Linked DNA regions of Mus musculus: region 1 is linked to region 2. The links are chromatin contacts, called in public promoter capture Hi-C maps. All regions are on one chromosome and are shown on one strand. Each heading gives the region's core, a stretch centred on a gene start, on an enhancer-like site or on the middle of the called end of the contact. The rest is flanking DNA. Distances are from core to core; before and after follow the strand shown. Region 1 holds the start of Miat (myocardial infarction associated transcript (non-protein coding)). Region 2 holds the start of Ulk1 (unc-51 like kinase 1).

Evidence for each region. Promoter capture Hi-C pulls out the DNA fragments that hold promoters and counts their contacts.
Region 1: a promoter capture Hi-C map of hippocampal neurons shows a contact between it and region 2, with 4 times the contacts expected there. The contact joins the promoter of Miat here to the promoter of Ulk1 in region 2. A contact is called at or near these places in 1 of 39 promoter capture datasets (hippocampal neurons), 1 of 115 datasets of contacts at active chromatin or transcription factors (embryonic forebrain) and 1 of 9 other capture datasets (embryonic tail).

The regions. Positions count from the first base shown.
Region 1 is chr5:112,226,220-112,230,273 of GRCm38.p6, forward strand. It overlaps Miat (myocardial infarction associated transcript (non-protein coding)), which reads right to left and starts at 2,729. Exons shown (of 7, transcript NR_033657.1): 1 at 2,390-2,729; 2 at 2,082-2,137; 3 at 1,836-1,995.
Region 2 is chr5:110,807,676-110,811,518 of GRCm38.p6, forward strand. Ulk1 (unc-51 like kinase 1) reads right to left here and starts at 2,406. Exons shown (of 28, transcript NM_009469.3): 1 at 1,939-2,406; 2 at 1,452-1,544; 3 at 1,330-1,371. The coding sequence starts at 2,049.

The sequences.
Region 1 (4,054 bases), core at 1,479-3,978, 1.4 Mb after region 2:
CAGGGGAAAGCAATCTACCACAGAATAGGTTGATGGGGCGGGGGGCGGAGGAGGCAGCAGGAGGGAAGTCTCCCGTGAAGCCCTACCACCACAGTGAGCCTAGCGCTTTGTGAAAATTTAGTTTTCTCTTATTTCTGTCTTTTCCAAAGCTGCACAATTCTTGCTCTTATTAAATTTAGGAAGGTGGATTTCAAGGGGGGGAAATGTACCAAAATTATAAATTTTAAAAATTGAGGTAGAGTGCCATGATGTAGCCCAGGTTGGCCTTAAATGTATAATCCTTACCCAGGTACAGTGGGTGATTATAAGCATTCTTTTAATCCCAGTGCTTAGAAGGCAGATGCAGAACTCTGTGAGTTCCAGGCCATCCTGGAAACATAGTAAGATCCTACCAAAAAACAAAACAAAACAAAACAAAACAACAAAAAACTCCTGTCTCAGCTTCCCAAGTGTTGATGTCATCTCAAGATGACAGGGGTGAGCAGCCAGCCTAGCTTTTGCATGGTCTCCCTCCTTCCCTATATTCATCCCTTCTGCCCTCTTTCTCCCTCTCTCTTTTTGTTTCTTACACAGGGCCTCACTATACAGCCCTGACTGCCTTAAAACGCACTTTGGTAGCCTAGGCTATTCTCAATCTTGCCATCCTCCTGCCTCACACCACCAAACCCTGAGACTGCAAGGACCATGCCTGACCAACACTCATTTTTCTATGGATGTTAAAAGAGATTGTCTTCAACCGACTGGAAAAGCTCTTTGGGACGCTGAAAATGTCAAATGTACACCAACACACACACACACACACACACACACACACACACACACACACACCGTTATGGGGTGAGAAGATGGTAGGCTAAATTTTCTGCAAGGTCAGCGTAGGGCAGACCTCAGACCCATTCTCAACCGCAAAGGATATAAAAAGACAGATTTAGGGTGTGCAGAAGTTAAAGTTGTTAACCCAGAATTCTTTCAATAGGGTAGGGTGAGTTCAGTGTTTTCTCACAGCATGGAGCAGATGGGGTAGCGCCAGGAACCCATTTGCCCCGCTTCTGAAGCTGGGGTTGGGGGCAGTTCTCTGGCCCAGGGGACACCCTCCCCCCAACCCCCATTCCACCCCCAATCCCCGCTCCAGGATCAGGAGCGATTCTGAGCACCTCCAGATGTGCAGCCCCGCCCTAGATGTGCTGACGCAGCGCGGGGCCACGTGGCGGGACATTGGCTCACTTGAGGGGAGCCCCGGGAGTGTGGGGTTACTCATCCTTGCCCGTCGCACTCCACACCCGGAGACGCCTCCTGGAAAGAGCGCTCTGGGGAGGCAGCAAGGCTGCGCCCAGCTCAGCGCAACGCTGGCGCCGAGAAAAACAAACCGGCTTCCAGCTTCCAGCAAGTTCTCTCTCTGCCCTCGATCCCTTAGCCCCTCCCTGCAGCAGGTGGGGGCGTTTTCCTGGCGCGACTCCTCTCCGCAGTGGGGTGTGAGCGCCAGCGATCCCCGACGCCTGGAGGCCTGTGCTCGGGAGACTGGGACGAGAGTGGGGAGGCAGGGGTCCCCGGAATCCCTCTGTCCAAGAAATAATCTCGTTCGCGTCCTAGATGAAAGAGGTCTAGACCTTTCCCTCTCAAACCCCCAGCTTCTGCAGAGAGTAGTGTCTCAGAGCCCAGGAGGGTTGAGAAACCGAGCTAGTGAGTTCTAGGGTCACCCCCACACCGTTTTAGAGATGCCATGTGGGCTTCAGAGTCCGTCGTGTCAAACTCAAAAATCTTTGGCTGAGTGACCTTGGACAGGCCGCTAAACCTCTCTGGACCTCCTTTTTCTCGTCTTTAAAATGGGTTCTTACCACCTCGCAGGACTGTTGTGCCAAAGCAGTGACTCCCCAAGGATATGCAAACAGCATCCAGAGCGACGTCGCGATGAGAGTGCAGAGATGCCCTGGGTTTGAGGCTGCGCTGGACGCCCCAGGTCTGGGATAAGGCCCATAAGTGGAGGAATGGTAAGGGCTGGGCGTGTGGAGGAAGGGAGTCAGAGAAACCACCCGCTACCCCACCCTCCATGCCTGGGCGCAGTCCCTATCCCAGAGAGTTACCTGCTAACCTTGTGGGTTGGTGTTGTACCGGAGTCCCCACGCCCATGTGCATCTAGCTGTGGGGGAAGGGAAGGGTCTTTGTTCCCCCTCAGACCGTGACTACCAGACCCTGAGCATCCTCTGTGTTTCCATCCCCATGGTCCATCCACTGGACCCTCACATCTGGTCATTGCGGGTTTGGAGCCCCGTCACCCACTCAGCGCGGGCCACCATTGCCCTGGGACTGTGGGACACCCCACCCCCACCCCGTTGCCCTCCCGAGGATCAGGTGCGCACGGCGGGGAGTGAGAATGGCGACCCCGGCTTACCTCGGCTCCTCCTCGCTCCTGCGGCTGGAGTGCAAAGGGCTCTTTGTGCCCAGCTCTTAACAGAACTGGGGGAGTCCTCCCAAGCGCCTCCCCTCGCAAACTCCTCCCCGCTCTGGTCCGCAGCCTCCCTCCCTACGGCCCCCCAGCGCAACCGGCGTCGTCTTCGCGTTTACTGCAGCGCCCATGAAATTTTAATGCAGGAGCGGCTGGCGGGCGGAGTTGCCGCACCCGGCCTCGGGCGTGGGGGTGGGGTGGGGCACACGAACAAGCACCCATCTTGCGGACCAGGACTCAAGCAAAGAGATGTGGGGTGCACATCTCTCCCGCGCCTCACAAAGGGGCTACTGCGAGCCTCAGCCTCAGCATCCCCCCCCTGCGGCGCTGCCATAGCAACGCTGGCCAGTGGAGAGGCGCGCGACGGTCGGAGGCGCGATCGCGGACCTGGCGCCTAAGCGAGAAGCACTGCCTAGAATCCCAGAAGAGGACCCGGTATCCGTGCTTGGCTCTCAGGGCCGGGGCGTGGTTGCCGAGGAACTCTGTTAGGAAGAGTCCTGGTCAGGGCGGCGGCAAGATTCGAACCCAAGTCTGTGGCAGAGGTCTCTAATTTTGGCATCTGCTCTGCCTGCACTCCTTGGCACCATCACGAGCTTTACAGGGATGCTAAAGAGTCGCTAAAAACCTTGGTTCTGTGATGCTCCAGACCAGCGCCATCCACACCTTTGAGACCATGATGTAATTGTCATCTTCTAAGCCCCAATATAGTGCCGCTGGATCAAAACTTGTGAAATGGGACCACCAGTGCCTCTTCCAGTTGAGGAACCCCTGTGCTAGAACATTCCACCTACTAGTCCTCAGCTTAAATTTCAGCTCGGATCACGCCCTTGACCAGATGTGGCCGTATGGGCATGGGTGTTTCCCCAAACTGGTTCTCTATTCTCTTCCAGTCAGCGGGTTAAGTAGGGGAGAGGCACCCAGCATAAGATGGCCCTTGGGCCCCAAGCTGTTCTCTTCAATAAGCTAGCTCACCTTTTGGGATTTTGTTTGTTTTGTTTTGTTTGTTTGTTAAACTTTTTTTTTTCTTTTTTCCCCCTTCCCTTTCTCCCTCTTGCTCTGGCTCGGCTCCTTCCGGCCCCTGCTCTTTCCAGCCCATAGGTTTTTTTTTTTTTTTATTTGTTTCTCATTACAGATGGTTGTGAGCCACCATGTGGTCGCTGGGATTTGAACTCAGGACCTCTGGAAGACCAGTCAGTGCTCTTAACCACTGAGCCATCTCACAAACCCACCTTTCATTTCTTTTTTTTTTTAAATAAATTAAAACACTTATTTAGTATGATTGGGTGGGCACGCCGTCCACAGTGGGCCTCAGAGGACAACAGAATGGGCTCTCTCACCTCCCACCATGTAAATCCAGGGGGTGGAACTCAGTTGAGGTCAAGCTTGCCAGCATGAGATCTCCCTGGCATGCCCTCACTGCTCACATACAGAGGTGGGGAGGAGGAGGAGGGGGGAGAGGAGGGGACGGGGAGGGCTGCACACAGCCTCCGTGAGGGACCCATGTGAGATTTGAACTCATGCTTCCAGGTTCTGTCATCTTCACATCCTTCTCTCGATGATTCACATGTCCAATGTGCCAGCTGGAGGCCAACAACACAGGATAACTGGGAG
Region 2 (3,843 bases), core at 1,156-3,655:
GCTAGATGAAGCAAGCAGAACAAGTGGAAACCTGAGGGGGACAGGCCGCAAGTCTGCAGTGAACCTAACTGTTATCCGTTCAGTTCCAGTGAGGCCTTTATGGGAATGCCCTGGCAGGGGACTGTGGATCTGGAGGGGATCTCAAGGTGCAAAGGGGCCCAGAATCTGACCCTAGGAAGGTCATGCCATCTAACTCAGCCCTGGGTCCTTTAAGAAGCACATACTGTGTGTGCCGTTGGGGCCCTTCCTACAGCACTGGGGACAGGGAGAGAAAGCAGCAGTGGGGAAGGGTAGGAAAGGCAGGCTGCAGAGGGGGCAACCTCTAAAACCCAGAACACCATGTTTCCAGCTGTTGCCAGGTACTCCCTGTCACACAGGACTTTGGCCCGGCCCACATGTCACCTCATGACAAGTCACAGCCCTCAAGGTAAAGTTGGAAGAGGAGCAGGGGAGGAAGGAAGGGGAGGAGGCCACCAAAACACAGCTAGCTGCCTGCTGGGAACTTCCCTCAGCCAGGGCTGGTCCCGTGGCCCCAGTAAACAGGTTTCAAAATCATTAGTCAGCACTTTGCTGGGGACCAGTACCTAGGGTTCCCGGTCCCCACACGAGCGCATCCAGGGCCTCCAGCCCCTGCCACCACTGGGCTGGGGGGCTTGGAGGGCAGCACAGAAGCTGGCTGGTCAGCTGGCTTGCTCATTCAGGCAGCCAATTCTGAGGTGGCGGTAGCAACCTCCCGCCGGCCGGATGAGTGGGCCCAGCCCCAACTGCCGGCTAGAAGGAATCTCCAGCAACCCCTCCCCCTTCCAGCCTCTGACGCAGGAGTGGGCTGGCCAATGCCAGGCCGCTGAAGCAATGTCAACAAACAAACCCGCCAGCCCAGACAGGTGGGCCTGCCCGGAACCCCATTCTCAGTAAGGGCCACTGGGTCAGACATCACAGTGAAGAAAGGGTCTTTGGCACCAGGGTACGCTGAACCCAAACAATGTAAACCAGGCAATCGCCAGAGATTCAACATTAGTGTTGATGGCCGCCTTCCTTCCCATGCAGGCAACATATAAGCTAGAGAGGTCCCCAGAACCTAGGAAAAGCCAGGAAAAACTTGGACCAGAGATGAGGTCTCCCTGGCCCTAAGTGGCCTCACAGTAGGACAAGCGTGAGACAAGGCATTCAGAACCCAGCTCCTTTCACCTAAACCAAATACTAATCTAAAGCCATCATCTGCCCTCAGGGGGGCTCCAGCCCCAGGCAACCTAGGTCCTGAAGCAACAGTGGATGGGACAAGGGCAAGAATAGATTTACCCCTCCCCCAAGCCCAACGCTGAGCCTTACCTGGAAGTCATACAGCGCCACGATGTTTTCGTGCTTTAGTTCCTAGGACACAAATCCAAGTTTCTCATGAGCAAGAAAAGAGCTGACCCACCCTCTCCCCCTCCCCCGAGGCGCTGGCTCACCTTCAGGATTTTGATTTCCTTTCCCAGCAGTGTTTGGGACTTGGCAAGGTTCTTCTTGTTAATGCATTTGACGGCCACCTCCAGGTCGTGCTTCTGAAAAGCCAAACGTGAACCTTCAGGGTTGAAAACAACCCCCCCTCCTGCTCCCCACCAAGCAGGGAACACAGAGATGGCTTAGGGTGGCTGTCCCAAGGGTCTTGGAATGGGAGGCTGCCAGAGGCAGACAGATAGTGAGTGTCTGTCAGCCGGCCTGGAATTTAAGTCCCAGGATGGAGTCCCAGGTTAGGTTCTCAGAACTGGTCTGACTTCGGGGCTAGGTAGGGAATCCTGTGCTGGCTGGCGTCTCCAGTTTTCTGGAGCTAGAGTAGCAGGTGGGTTTCCCGGGCTGGGGGGTCCTTAATTGGGTCCCTCTACGGATTACCGGAGGTAAGGTGTCCCTTGGGCTGGGAGTCCGGGATTGCGAGGCCTCCGCGGGAGCCTCACCCACCTCGCGGTGTCGACCCTTGAAGACCACCGCGAAGGCGCCGTGTCCAATCAGGTCCTTGCGAGAGAACTCGAACTTGCCCACGGTCTCGACGCCGCCGCGGCCCGGCTCCATAGCGCGCGCGGGCCGGGGGCGCGAGCCCGGGCTCGGGCCCCGGGGCGGCGCTACGGGGTGCGCTGGGCTCAGGCGGAGGCCGGCGGGCCGCGTACGCGGGGACGGAGGCGCGGGCTCATCGCCAGGGCCCCGTGCCCCATCGGGCAGGCCTGAGCCGGGTCCCAGTCCCACAGGCCGGCGGACGGAGGGGCGCGCTCCCTCGGCGTCCTCCTCGGTACCCTCCCGGCGCTGACAGTCGGGACCCGGTCCGACTCGGGACTCAGCTCTGACACACTCCAGCTCCAAGTCCGGGCCTGACTGACGATGCGGCTCGGAGCCCCGCAGGGAAACAAAAGATCCGCGGCACCCGGGCCTCGGAGCCCGAGGTGCCGGCGCAGCCGCACTGCGTGGAGGCGGGACGATGGGCGGGGCCTGCGGAGCTCAAGACCTCTTAGGCGGCGGAGCTGGCAATGGGCGGGTCCGAAATGAAGGACACCTCGTGGGTGGTAAGGCGGGGCGGGGCTTAGTTTGGGTGGTGCCTCGATGGGCCCAGCCCTATACTGGGCGGGACTTGAGAGAGGAGGCAGGATATGGGCGGGGCCGGAGCAGACTGGGCATGTCAATGTCAGAACTATCTCTGGTTGTGGCTCCTCGCTCTGCCCTAGGCATTTTTTTATTTACTTATTTTATTCATATGTATATGTGTGTGCCTACAGGAGTTTATATGCACCGTGTATGTGTATATAAACACGTGAAACATTCATATTAAACATGTATGTGTCGGGTCCTGGAATTGGAGTTTCAGGCAGTAATGAGCTGCCATGTGGAAACTGGTAACCAAACCAGGAGAGCAGTAGATGCTCTTAATAGCTGAGCCATCTCTCCAGCTCTGCCCTACGTACTTCCTACCACTTGTTTTGTTTTGTTTTGTTTTGTTTGTGCTTTCTTTTGGAGAAGTCGAGATAGGATTTCTTTGTGTATCCCTGCCTGTCCTGGAACTCACTCAGTAGAACTGGCTGGCTTCAGACTCAGAGATCTGCCTGCCTCTGCCTCCTGAGAACTGGGGATTGAAAGTTTTTTAACTGAGTCTTCTCACATTGTAGGCCCGACTGGTCTCGAACTTGCTTTGTCTCTTTGTAGATCGTGCTGACCTCAAACTCACAGATATCCCTCAGCCTCTTCCTCCTGAGTATTGGAATTAAAGGCAGGTGCCACCACATCCATTTTCTCTCTTTTATTACATTTGCTTATTCTGTATGTGGGGACGGAGACTTGAGAACATGGTCATGTGAAGGTCAGAGGAAAATGTAAAAGATGTTTCTGTCTACTTTGTGACTCTTAACATTAAATTCAGGTTGTCAAACTTGGCAACAAGGTCTTTTATCCTTGGAGCCATCTCACCGAAGGCATCAGTTTTCCTTCATTTATTATTTTACTTAACTTTTGTTGTTAGAGGGGAAGTTTGAGGCAGGGTTTCCTGTAGTCCAGGCTATCCCAGAGCTCATCACATAGAATAGCCGTGAGCTGCTGATTCTCCTGCAAATGCTGGGATTATTTATAGCATGGGCATTTGGTTTGCCTCAGGTGTTTTTCTTGCCTGTCTGGTCACATGGGAACTGCATGGGCATGTTGGAGCACTTGATGTATACAAACATTGTCATTTGGGGAGGGGTATATTGCCATGTTGACCCAATGCCAAATCAAAGGCTCTGTGTGTGTGTGTGTGTGTGTGTGTGTGTGTGTGTGTGTGTGTGTTGTCGCACATACCCATTCTGAGTCTCACCATATGAAGGATGACATGGGCATGTTTGAGCT